Regions from separate parts of the Pan troglodytes genome. Here region 2 is linked to region 1. A link is a contact called in public Hi-C data. All regions are on one chromosome and are shown on one strand. The core of a region is the stretch at or near the end of the contact, and the rest is flanking DNA. Distances in the headings are between cores, read along the strand shown.

Evidence for each region. Hi-C and Micro-C count contacts between places; a contact is called where the count stands out from the background.
Region 2: a contact with region 1 is called in a Hi-C map of stem cell-derived neural progenitor cells, with 3 times the contacts expected there. The contact joins the promoter of RND3 here to the enhancer-like site in region 1. A contact is called at or near these places in 1 of 7 Hi-C or Micro-C datasets (stem cell-derived neural progenitor cells) and 1 of 1 datasets of contacts at active chromatin or transcription factors (stem cell-derived excitatory neurons).

Annotation. Positions count from the first base shown.
Region 1 is chr13:52,359,762-52,365,242 of NHGRI_mPanTro3-v2.0_pri, reverse strand. No RefSeq gene overlaps it. Among named protein-coding and RNA genes, the nearest start is that of RND3, 160 kb to the left of the region's middle. Within about 2 kb of position 2,687, at least 10 of the 24 cell types and tissues checked have an H3K27ac peak or open chromatin away from gene starts, as enhancers often do. A contact at or near this core is called in stem cell-derived neural progenitor cells, where this site is marked.
Region 2 is chr13:52,518,510-52,524,395 of NHGRI_mPanTro3-v2.0_pri, reverse strand. RND3 (Rho family GTPase 3) reads left to right here and starts at 3,529. Exons shown (of 5, transcript XM_009443462.5): 1 at 3,529-3,998; 2 at 4,476-4,563. The coding sequence starts at 3,849.

The sequences.
Region 1 (5,481 bases), core at 1,438-3,937:
CATTACATTGTAGAATTGAGTTTTCTTCCTTCTCTGAGCACCATTCTAAAGACTTCTCTTTTTTGTTTGTTTTGTTTGTTTGTTTGTTGTTTTCTTTGAAATGGAGTCTCACTCTGTTGCCCAGTCTGGAGTGCAGTGGCGCTATCTGGGCTCACTGCAAGCTCCGCCTCCCGGGTTCACGCCATTCTCCTGCCTCAGCCTCCGGAGTAGCTGGAACTATAGGCGCCCGCCACCACGCCTGGCTAATTTTTTTGTATTTTTCATAGAGACGGGGTTTCACCGTGTTAGCCAGGATGGTCTTGATCTCCTGACCTCGTGATCCACCCGTCTTGGCCTCCCAAAGTGCTGAGATTACAGGCGTGAGCCACTGTGCCCAGCCTTCTTCTTCTTCTTCTTTTTTTTTTTTTTTTGATTGCTCTTCCTCTTTTTACTTCTGGATATATGTGAGCACCAAGAAGGTTTTCATAGAGCCATCTAGCCGCCCATGCCAACAGCTCCAGGTGCTAACTCAGATGTATGAGTTTCACATTGCACAACTTTAGCTCAAGCATCTCTTCTGAGCTCTCAACCACATTTTCACCTGCCTATTTGGTGTCTTTTTGTGGATGTACAAACCTCACCTCAAACTCCACTCCACACTTCCAAAACTCTACATTTTCCTTGTCTCACAGTTCGGCTCCTCAGATCACCAAGCACCATGATTTTTGCTTTAAGCAGCTAAAGCACTTAGAGAAACACCTCCACAGGTTTCCATTGCACTTAACTGTCACACTTTCATCGAAGAGATGGTCATAAAAAGAAAATGTCTAAGCATCTGTAAATTCATTTTTGAAGGCACTCATCATGTTGTTTCAAGATCTTGCTAAGCTTAGGTGCTTGAACATTATTCCTGAATCCAGGAATAAGAAAATTTGAGGTTGAGTTTCGACTCTAAAATTTAGCAAGCTTTGCAGGTTTAAAGTATTATTATTATTTTTTTTTGCCTTTGAAATTCAGTTTCCTCTATTGTAAAACGAGGATGATAATTGCAGCAGTGACTCCAAGTTTTAGTAAAAAAATGAGATCATATATGTGATAGTCCTCTGTATGCTATGATATGCTACAGAAATAAAATTTGTTTTGTTTTTCACCAAGCCTGAAACATGGTAGGTACTTAAAGAATCTTTTCTGAATATAATTAAAATATGAAGTACTAGCTATTGACATTATCATGTTTGATCCTTACAGTGTTCCTTTGAGACATTTTCCTCCTTTTATAGATAATGACATAGCGGCCGGAAAGTATTGATTGTGGGTAGAAACAATGAATCTTTGGCAGCCTGTTTTTACGTTTAGTCTTTCCCCCAGTATATCACACCTTATATGATGTTGTCCATGTTAGAGGCATACATATTTTAGGATAGGTATTGGAGAGTAAATAGAACAGACTTCAAGGAGTTATTCTATTTCCTTCTGTTCCCATTTACTCAGAATGTGTCCACATGATGCCTCGCTCATAATGAGCTCAAACAAAAAATCTGCTGAACATTTCAATGTTTGACCAACTTTGTAATAAATTGACTGAATGTTTGGTGTTTATAGGCACAGACTACTTAAACGAACCAAACTATTTTGAGATGTTCACAAAGAAAGCTTTCAAGAGACCACTGACATTCTCTGACTAAAAGCAAATTACCTGCAGTTGTCACGCTGGAAAAATAATTCTGTTTAATAAAAAATTAAAAATAAAAGTATCGTGTATGCTTGTGTGTATTTCTTACTCCCATCATATAAAATACATGCAATTATTCTATTTTATCATATATATTTCTGTCGAGACTATATTACCTACAAAAGATAAAGACTTTCATTGAAGTGGGAATTTGAAATTGCCTAATGTTGTGATGCATTCAAAGGAATCTAATCAGATCTTAAATAGGTGTAAACACAATAATTATGTCTAATCATGGTCTTTTTTATTCTTCAAAAGACTAGTAATACACAGCCACTAAAAATGATAATGCAGTCCTACGTACTGACTTAAATGTACATCCGCACATGTTGTCAAGCGACAAGAATATATATGAAAACATTTTATTTGTGTAAATTTGCATGAGCATATGCAGATGAACTGATTTACTACAAAATGTTAATGGTACTTATCTCTAAATGGCAGTACCTTTCTTCTTATAATTATCTGCATTAGATATCTTAAAATATTTTTTTGCAACAAATGTGTATAATTTGAAAATTGGGGAAAGTATTTTCAGTTTAAAAATAAGGGAGCAAAACCTAATCATTCACTCAGGCATAGTAAGATAAAGTTACCACATATGTAAAAGGTGGTCTGAAAGGATAATGCATAGTGCCATGCCCAAAACTATCTTCTTAACCTGTACAATATTAAGCTACTAAAGAGTTCAGTGAAGAAAAAAATAAATGCATTGCAGTCAAAAGACATAAATGAGGAACAAAACAATGGAGGAAACTAATAAATTAATACATCTGCGGTGCTGGCAGGATTTTTGTGCAGTGACATTTGTGAACGTCCTGTGTAAATGCCAAGCCTGTAAGGTGGGGCTGTCATGCATCACTTTTATAAGTGAAGACCATCTCCTGATTATCAGCTCTTTGCCTCCAGCACAGCCTGTACTTCTCGTGCAAATGCAAACACAGACACAGCCCAAGGCTGCTGGGTCCTAAACTCTTACGGACCAATAAATTCTGCAGTCTTTAGCCAAAGCAGACCGACAGTACATTGGCGAAAGGGAAGGCACAGTTTAAAAGCATGTGCATGTGCCAGCATTTACAGGGATTTAAAAGAGACATTTGTAGAGAGCAAAATACCATTTTTTACCCAGTTTTGTTGGGCCTTAATTAAAGAGGCCTTTCCCCCGTTTTCTGCCATTTGGGCTGTGGGATTGCAGCCTCTCCTGGCTCAAAGAACTATTTCATTGGTCCGCAGGCTAATTAGGAAGGACTCACACTGCTCGCCAGCCTCCTGAAAGGCCAGAACAAAGGCTGCTGCTGGTAGATTGCAGTTCTGCCTCAATTGCAGAGGCTCACGAGTAAAAGAAAAAGAAAAGCTTTTGAATAGAAAAGCCTTTTGATGCCGTGAAAGAAATTAAGAACTAAAACAGAGGCCTAGGCGCTGCTGCACAGAGCCCTCCATACAGGCTGATTGTGCTTAGGAACAAGGTCAACAAAGCCCCATCTGATACTGAACACCTCACATTAAAGAGGCATCTATTTAGCTGCTGTGTCTTGGGCTCTCCTGCTACGAAGTACTTTCCCAATCAGGCCGTCTGGTGCCGTGATAAACACAGATAAATATGAGCAGCATCATGCTTTCATCTGAACAATTAATGCATGATTTCCTAGTTGATTGTTTGCAAATACACTATAAACAACTGTGTTTTCTTTTTTTTAACCAAACAAAAATAAAGCTGTGAAGAAAAAAACTTTACCACCATCACATTAGCATCTTATTGTCTTACCAAAATTTTACTGAATTTCTCTTCATATTTTAAAATAATTGTAGTTTATCCAAATAATGTGAAAAACACACACATCTTTTTCTTCACAGAAGAATGGAAATCTTAAGTGCCAATGCATTTTCTAACAGCCTAAATCAGTTAATGACAAGTAACTGAAGCTGAAATGCCCATTTGTTCTGAATCTTGCAGTCTTTGCTCCTTGCTACATAGGCTTTCAAAGGGAAGTCTCTTTTCTAATTTTATGACTTTGAAAATTAAGCATCTTTTTCAGAGCTTCACCTCCAAATAGTAACTATCCTTTATTGAGGCTTTATGCCAACTACCATACTTAGCACTCTACATGTATTATCTCCATTAACCCTCAAAAATCAATGACATAGCCGGGTGCCTGGTGTCTCACGCCTGTAATCCCAGCACTTTGGGAGGCCGAGGTGGGTGCATCGCTTGAGGCCAGGAGTTTGAGACCAGCCTGGCCAACATGGTGAAACCCATCTCTACCAACAAATAAAAAAAAAATTAGCCAGGCATAGTGGTGCATGCCTGTAATTCCAGTTACTTGGGAGGCTGAGGTAGGAGAGTCGCTTAAACCCGGGAGGTGGAGGTTGCAGTGAGCTGAGATTCCGCCACTGCACTCCAGCCTGGGTGACAGAGCAAGACTCCATCTCAAAAAACAAACAAACAAACAAACAAACAAACTAATGACATAAGCACTATTGTTATCTGCAGTTTACAAATGTGGAAACTGAGGCTCTGAGAGGCTAAACATAAGAAGAAGGACACAACTATTAAGGAGTAAGGCCAGAATTTGAAATCACGGCTTTCTGACTTTCAACACTGAGCTATTACGGTGGAATTTAAATTTCCATGTAGAAGTATTAGTGCAGAATTACAAAATTGAAAAGTACATTAGAAATCATGTAGCCCACACTCCTCAATTTGCAGATAAGAAATTAAGATTCAGAGACGTTGGAGGATTTATTTATGTTCATCCAGCTGATTTGGTGAATTGCAGACTCTCCTAATTCCAGAGATTTTAGTAGGAAGGTTCTCAAATGGTAGCATGATTAGAAGCACATGAAGGACTGTTAGGCACAGATAGCTGGGCCTCACCTCCAGACTTTCTGACTCAGTAGGTCTGCAGCAGAGGGCCACAGCATTTGCTTTTCAACAACTTCCCTGATGCTGCTGATGCTGCTAGTCTGGGAAGACAGTTTGAGAACCTCTATCCTCGAATATCACACTGCTTCTCATGCAACTGTGAAGTGAATAAAACTGAAAATGAGGATGAGTCAAATTAAGCAGTAAAATAGTTTGGAATTTTATTCAATTTCATGTAACAACCAGCCTTAGCAATGCCATCTTGAATTTTGCATCATTCTTATCCATCTGGTAGTCACAGTCACAATTTTTGTGAAGTCTAAAACAAGGCAGTCATTCACAGCAATGTTACTTTCAGCGTAAATATTTCCTGGAGATTCTTTCTAAGATCTTTGGAACTTTTTCTTCTTTAAAAGATAATTGCAAAAGCTAGAAGTTTTTGTGTATGGATTAAGTTCCTTTCAGAGCTCGTCTCAAGCCATTTCTAATGCAGAGATTTGAATAATGCAGCTGTACAATTTATCTTTCAAAAGGGCGTGCACTACCGCACTGCTGTGCAGATGACTCAGCATTGAAATGTAATTTACCAAAATGATTCTGATCTGGTAAATACATTTCTTTTCTCAGAAAAATTGAAACATCTATCAGCTGAAGTGCGCTTCTCTTATCCTTTTCACCAAAATAATTTTCACCTATCCAAGGAATAATCTGTGGTTGCTCAATTTATAAAATAATCCTTATTGAAACCTGTTTGTTATTTGACACAGAAATTAATGACCTTGGAGGAATACCTGGATCACTCCTGCTCTATCCTACAAAACTTTCCATCTGGGTCACATCCCAGACCTGTCTCACAAGGTGGCAAAATGACCAGGCATCATTATCATATATTTACTGATCACTAGCC
Region 2 (5,886 bases), core at 2,280-4,779, 160 kb before region 1:
AGTCAGTGTTCGCCCAAGGACAGATAGTTCATTGGTTTAGCCTGGACTAAAACCCAAATCCCTGATTTGTAGTCACTCAAATCTCAGAAACAATTGTTTATCAGTCTTGTGCTATCCCTAGATGGGAACTAGATGGGTACTCTTTCTCAATTGGTTCTCTCTCCAGGCCTGGAATCAGCCCTTTTTGTGTCAAAGGGTATGTAGTTTCTATGGGAGGGGAGATTTCCTCTGGTAAGTAAAGGGTTAGTCACAAAGAAAATAATTTTTGAACTCAAACCTTTTAGGGCACCTGAATGTGTTCTATTAACTAAATCATAGAGAAATATTTACTATTGGTTTTCTGTTCTCTTGGTCTTAAGGATAAATGAGAAAAAGGAGAGAGTAATAGGAAGACAAGCAAGAATCACAAAAGGAAGAACGCTAGGTAATATACGATCCTCCCAGGTAAGGCGTCACATTTTCTAAATGATTGTGTTTCTTAGGGGAAAACCTTTTATTGCAGTCTAAAATTTTAGTCTTTTCCAGGAATTTAGGTATACTTGGATCCCATATTCTCATTGAAGATGAGCAGTTTCATCAAGGTTTCACAGCTAGTGAGTGACAGTGCAGACCAAGAACTGGAGTCATTCATTCATTCATTCATTCATTCATGTAATCATGCTGCTACCCTGTTCCAAGTCCTGCCATGACTGACTTCACATTACCCTGAGAATGAAATCCAAATTCTACAGCCAATTATTCAGCCCCTGCCTGCTTCCTTTTGCTCCCCGACCTACACTCTCCCTCCTTCAGCAGGCCCCAGTCATTCTGGCCTTTCTTCTGTTCCTCAAACCTACCAAGCCCTTTCCCTCCAGCCTGTAACCTTTCCACTGTCTGTGAGCATCCTTCTGCTGGACCATGGGTCTGATCCCTACCTTACTATGCTTTAATAATGCCGTGCCATGTTTTCTATGAAGAAAAACATGGGGTGATCTTACTTCTTTATTTACTGTCTATCTCCTGCCTGGAATGTATGCTTTTTGAGAGTAGCAAACAGATCTGTCTTGTTTACTGCTCTATCTGCAGATCCTAGAACAGTGCCTGGTTTACAGCAGATGCTGAGTAAGTAATTGTTAAACTAAATGTTAGATGAATTTTAAAATATATTAAGTATCCACTTCACACTGAACACTAGAGATTTTAAAAAGGAAAAGGAAGAATTTTTACCCTAGAGGGATTCAAATCCGGGTGACTTCAGGCAGTTGGTTTTTCTACTCTATTATACATCCATTAAATTTTGCTCAGCAACTGGCAGATTCCTGGAAATTCAGGTCACCTGATTTCCAAAAATAGTCATCCACTATGATTCCAGATGATTCTATGGTGAAGTGATTATGCATCTTGTTTTGCCTGGGATAGACCCTGTTTACCCCTGTTGTCCAGCCACAATCATTGGTAGTGCCCCTTTTGCTCTCAAATCCCAGCTTAGATGATAAATTATATGGTTACCCTATTCATTGATCAGCCAATTCATAAACATTCTTAATTATTTCTGTTAAAGTGATTTAACCATATAAGCTACATCAATTCTGAAATATGGGAGGTCAAATCATATCTCTGGAAAGGGGTAATTTCATTAAGTTAAAAATAAGACAAAAGATAGGATGGACACAGCTCCAATTAGTGAGTCCACCAATGAAGCCAGAATTTCTCAAGACACATTCAACAGTTCTGAAAAGTGCAAATAAGATTTTACATGCAAACTATAACACAGGTCAAGGACTCTTTATTGTGCCAGAAACCATTCTGCAAACTTCACTTGCATTTCCTCATAATTACCATTATGACTCCTATTTTACAGATGATGAAATTGAGGCTCAGAGAGGCTAAATAATCCATCCAAAGTCATACAGAAAATGTGAAGTTGGGGACCTAAATACACCTCTTTGTGATCTCCTGCCCCAACTACTATGCCCATTGCTTTTTAAACAAGTAAACAAACGTGAATAATTTGATTAATGTTTCCTGTGTTAAGTAGTTTTGGGAAATGCTAGGTTAAACTATGTTAAATAGTCTGCTTTTCTCTGGGATTTTTAAATGTTTGTAACATTAGTGTGCTTGGCGAATCTTCAATGAGTGATGTGGGTACAGTGTCGCCCTCACTAATTGGGCCATGGCACCCTTTGTGTCAGAAGGGAACTAAAGCTCAGAAGAACAAACATTGGCAAAGGCTGCTCTAGGAACCCTAGCAGGGCCAGCAACCCGCTTGTCTGTGGGTCAACCCTCCACTTGTGTAAACACAGACCCACCGATGGAGTCTGAGTCAATGATCTTTGAGGGGGCTCCAATTTTCTCAGCCCCAAATAGGACATCATTCCTGGATCCCCTAGGCTTCAGGGGCCCTACCAGTCCACTACTTACATCAGTGCTTTTGACAACTCTTCATTGTGCCTTTTCACTTCCCATGTTAAACTTTCTGATTTGTTTGTTTTCACCTTATCTTCTCATTTACAAGCCTAGGAGTCTCCACAGGGGACCATATAAGCTGGTTTTGGCCAATGTGCTACTACATTGTAACAATTGAAACCTCCTGAGCATTTAGGGTGCAGGAGCTGAAGATGAGAAAAAGAAAGACTTCTCATAGAAAAAGAACAAATGTGTGGGCTATTCTGGTCCTTTCTAAGATTTTTGCTTGCGGGGAAGAGTTGGAGGGCTCGGGAGGTGGATGTGGAGGAGGACAGAAGAGAGGGTGGAGGGTTGTATCTGCATTTTTCAGCTAAAGATGTTTGTGCCTTCTGAGTCCAGTCTAGGGTGCTTTGATTCCAGGAAGATGGAGGCTATAGATAAAGAATTAATAGACAGTATCAAAATCTGCCCCCCCACCAGTCCCCTCACTGCAAATGTGGGGAGGTGCAACTAAGCTGACAAGTGTTTGGGTCCCTAGCGCAGTAGGGTTGAGTTTCCAATGGCCTTTGTCACTCAGTCATGGGCATCTTCCACTTCTCTTTCTTCTTCCCTCCCACCTCCTGTACCCACCCCTCGAAACCTTTCTGCCTCCACTTGTACGACTGAAACTGACAGGTTTCAGAAGCCAGTCTACTACCGTGACCCAGGCAAGCCTGTTCTTGCATCTGGAATAAAGAGGCTGATCTATTGGTCCATGGCCTATGTACCTGATACAAACCATTAAAAAAAAAATAGAACCACTCAACTATTCTCCACCCAAGATTTGCTTCCTATGTTTTATCACTGTCCTTTAACTTGGGTGGGAAATGTTTTTGTTTTCATAAATGCTCATGAGGCTTCTACAGATAAGCCCCTATTAAACTATATTTAAAGGGATTGTAGTTCAAATCAGTATGCACAGATACCAGTTTCCCACCTTGCCCTGTGGACTTGTCAGCAAAGCATCTTTGGGATCTTCATGTTGTCTAAGAGCCTTGGTCTAAAATAGATCCCGAATGGGCACCCTAGAGGGCGCACTGCTTACATTTTCGGCATGCAACGCCAACAGCGCTCGCTCCCAGGCTCCATAAAAGGGGAGGAGGCAGATCAGTTTCCTCCTCTCATTGAGAAAGAAGAGGATTGGAAGGCCGGGCGTATAAAGCCGCGCAGAGAGCGTGAAACAAAGCAGTCGGCTCGGAATTGGACTTGGGAGGCGCGGTGAGGAGTCAGGCTTAAAACTTGTTGGAGGGGAGTAACCAGCCTGCTCCTCTCGCTCTCCTCCTCGTCTGCGCCGCGTTTCAGGGGTTGCCCATCAGCCTTGTGATTTATTTTTCTATCTGCTTTTTGTAAAGAGAGAAATATATATATATATATTTTCTTCTTAAGAGAAAATTCCTGTTCCAAGAGAAAATAAGGCAACATCAATGAAGGAGAGAAGAGCCAGCCAGAAATTATCCAGCAAATCTATCATGGATCCTAATCAGAACGTGAAATGCAAGATAGTTGTGGTGGGAGACAGTCAGTGTGGAAAAACTGCGCTGCTCCATGTCTTCGCCAAGGACTGCTTCCCCGAGGTGAGTGTGGCCGGCCGCGGCTTCCACGAGGGGGTCGGCCAGTGGGATCCCAGTCCCGAGGTGGGCCTCCCCGCTTTCATCCGTTTTCCCTTAAAAAAGAAAAAAAAAAGTCTTTCTCGGCCCTCACTACTTTCCCCTGATTAGACTGCGGGGAAAGGGAAAGTGCGCTGGAAGCTTTTAGGGTTGGGACGCGCCTGCACATGGGCTGGTTAGCTCCTGAAACTTGTTCGTTCCTGTGTGCATAACCTGGGGTTGGGAGATTCGGGTCAGCAGATCTGTGAGAGCCGGGTGGGGTGAGTGGGGAGTAGGACAGGGGTTTCGGAAAGGGTCCATGTGCTTAGTGTGTGGTCTGATGTGTGAAGGTTTTCTTTCTTAACTGGGGAGCGGGGAGGGGAAGGGTGTTCAATGGGTGTCGTGCGTTTAAACGTAACCTCTTTGCCCTCTTTCCTTCCTCTTTTGCCCATTTTGTCTATCCAGAATTACGTTCCTACAGTGTTTGAGAATTACACGGCCAGTTTTGAAATCGACACACAAAGAATAGAGTTGAGCCTGTGGGACACTTCGGGTAAGAGTGGGAGGACCGCGTGGCGCTTGGGGCGGGTTTCCAGTCGCTGGGGGATGCGCGGCGGGTCTCGGGAAACCGCGCGCTACAAGCCGTCTGCGCCCCTCCCAAGGGATTCCCACGGTCCCTGTTGGGCGAAAATTGTATCCTTTCTGGGTGGGGGCGGCAGACGACAGCGTGGACGAGGAGATAGCAGTGGGGAGAGGAGAGCGCTGTGTGCCCGCAGGGTGACCCCGCCGTTGGAGCCACTAGTGGCCAGGCGCAGTCCGCCCGCGGAGTCGTGGTCAAGTCGCCTTGGGTCGGCCGAGGTGGCCCGATACTGTGGGGTGTTGCATGGGCGCTGCGTGCGCCTCGGCGGAACCACCCGGCTCAAGGCGGGCGCCCCTCCTATATCTAACCTGCTGGTTGGCGGGGAGGCGGGGAGCGCCGCGGGGGTGATGGGAGGCGGGAGAAAATCCCAGAGGCGACGCGGTTACGTGCAATTGCCGCTGTTAGGGGAAAGAAACTGAGCGCAGGCAGCCGCGGCGCCCGTGACGCCTACACCCAGGAATGCGCTGGTGGCGCAGGGGCCGGGCAGCAGCTGAACCTCCTCTTCGCGCTGCCGGCCGCCCGCGGTGCCTCGGTGCCCACCTGTACCGAGCCTTTCCCTTTTCCCCCCACTCCATCCCAGTGATCACGTCCGTTTCCCCTTCACCACACCAGCCCCTCCTGACCTCTATTGCATCCCCCACTCGGCTTGCCTCCAAGGCCGCGGGCAACACTATTCGCCTTTGACCTTCCAGTCTACTTGAATTATTGGCGCCGCGGTGGGTTATATTCATGGGTCTGAGGTTCAAGGCCGGGTTATTGCTTTCCCATGCGCCCACCCACCTACCTGGCGCGCGGTGGTAGGGAGGGCTAGGTACCCTCCCGGTGGGAAGGCATCCGGCCCCCCGGCTGAGTTAGGGGTTTAGGCCAGGTCAAAGGCCGGGGAGTGGCAGGGGGGCAGCATCTGAGGTCTTGGGCTGGGACATAGGCACCCGCCGCCCTAACCGGCGGTGTCTAGCGAGTTTGTTTCCAAGAAGGGTGTCGGCTATGGAAAAGCAGGACCCACTGGGAAGGCTGGGTAAAGGCCCCTGCGCTTAGGGCTGGGAATTTAGCAGGGAGCTGGGTTGCTGGCGGACCGAGCCAAATCCGGGTGAAACTGGCGAGGAGGAACGCGCAAGTGCCAACAAGCAGGTTTGCTGTTAGGCAGGGAGGCCCCGAGGTGGAGCCGCGCCCAGCGGGGAGTGGCCTCGTGGAGGTGTTTCTGAGCTTCCCACAGCCCTGGGCTTGAACCGCTGGAGC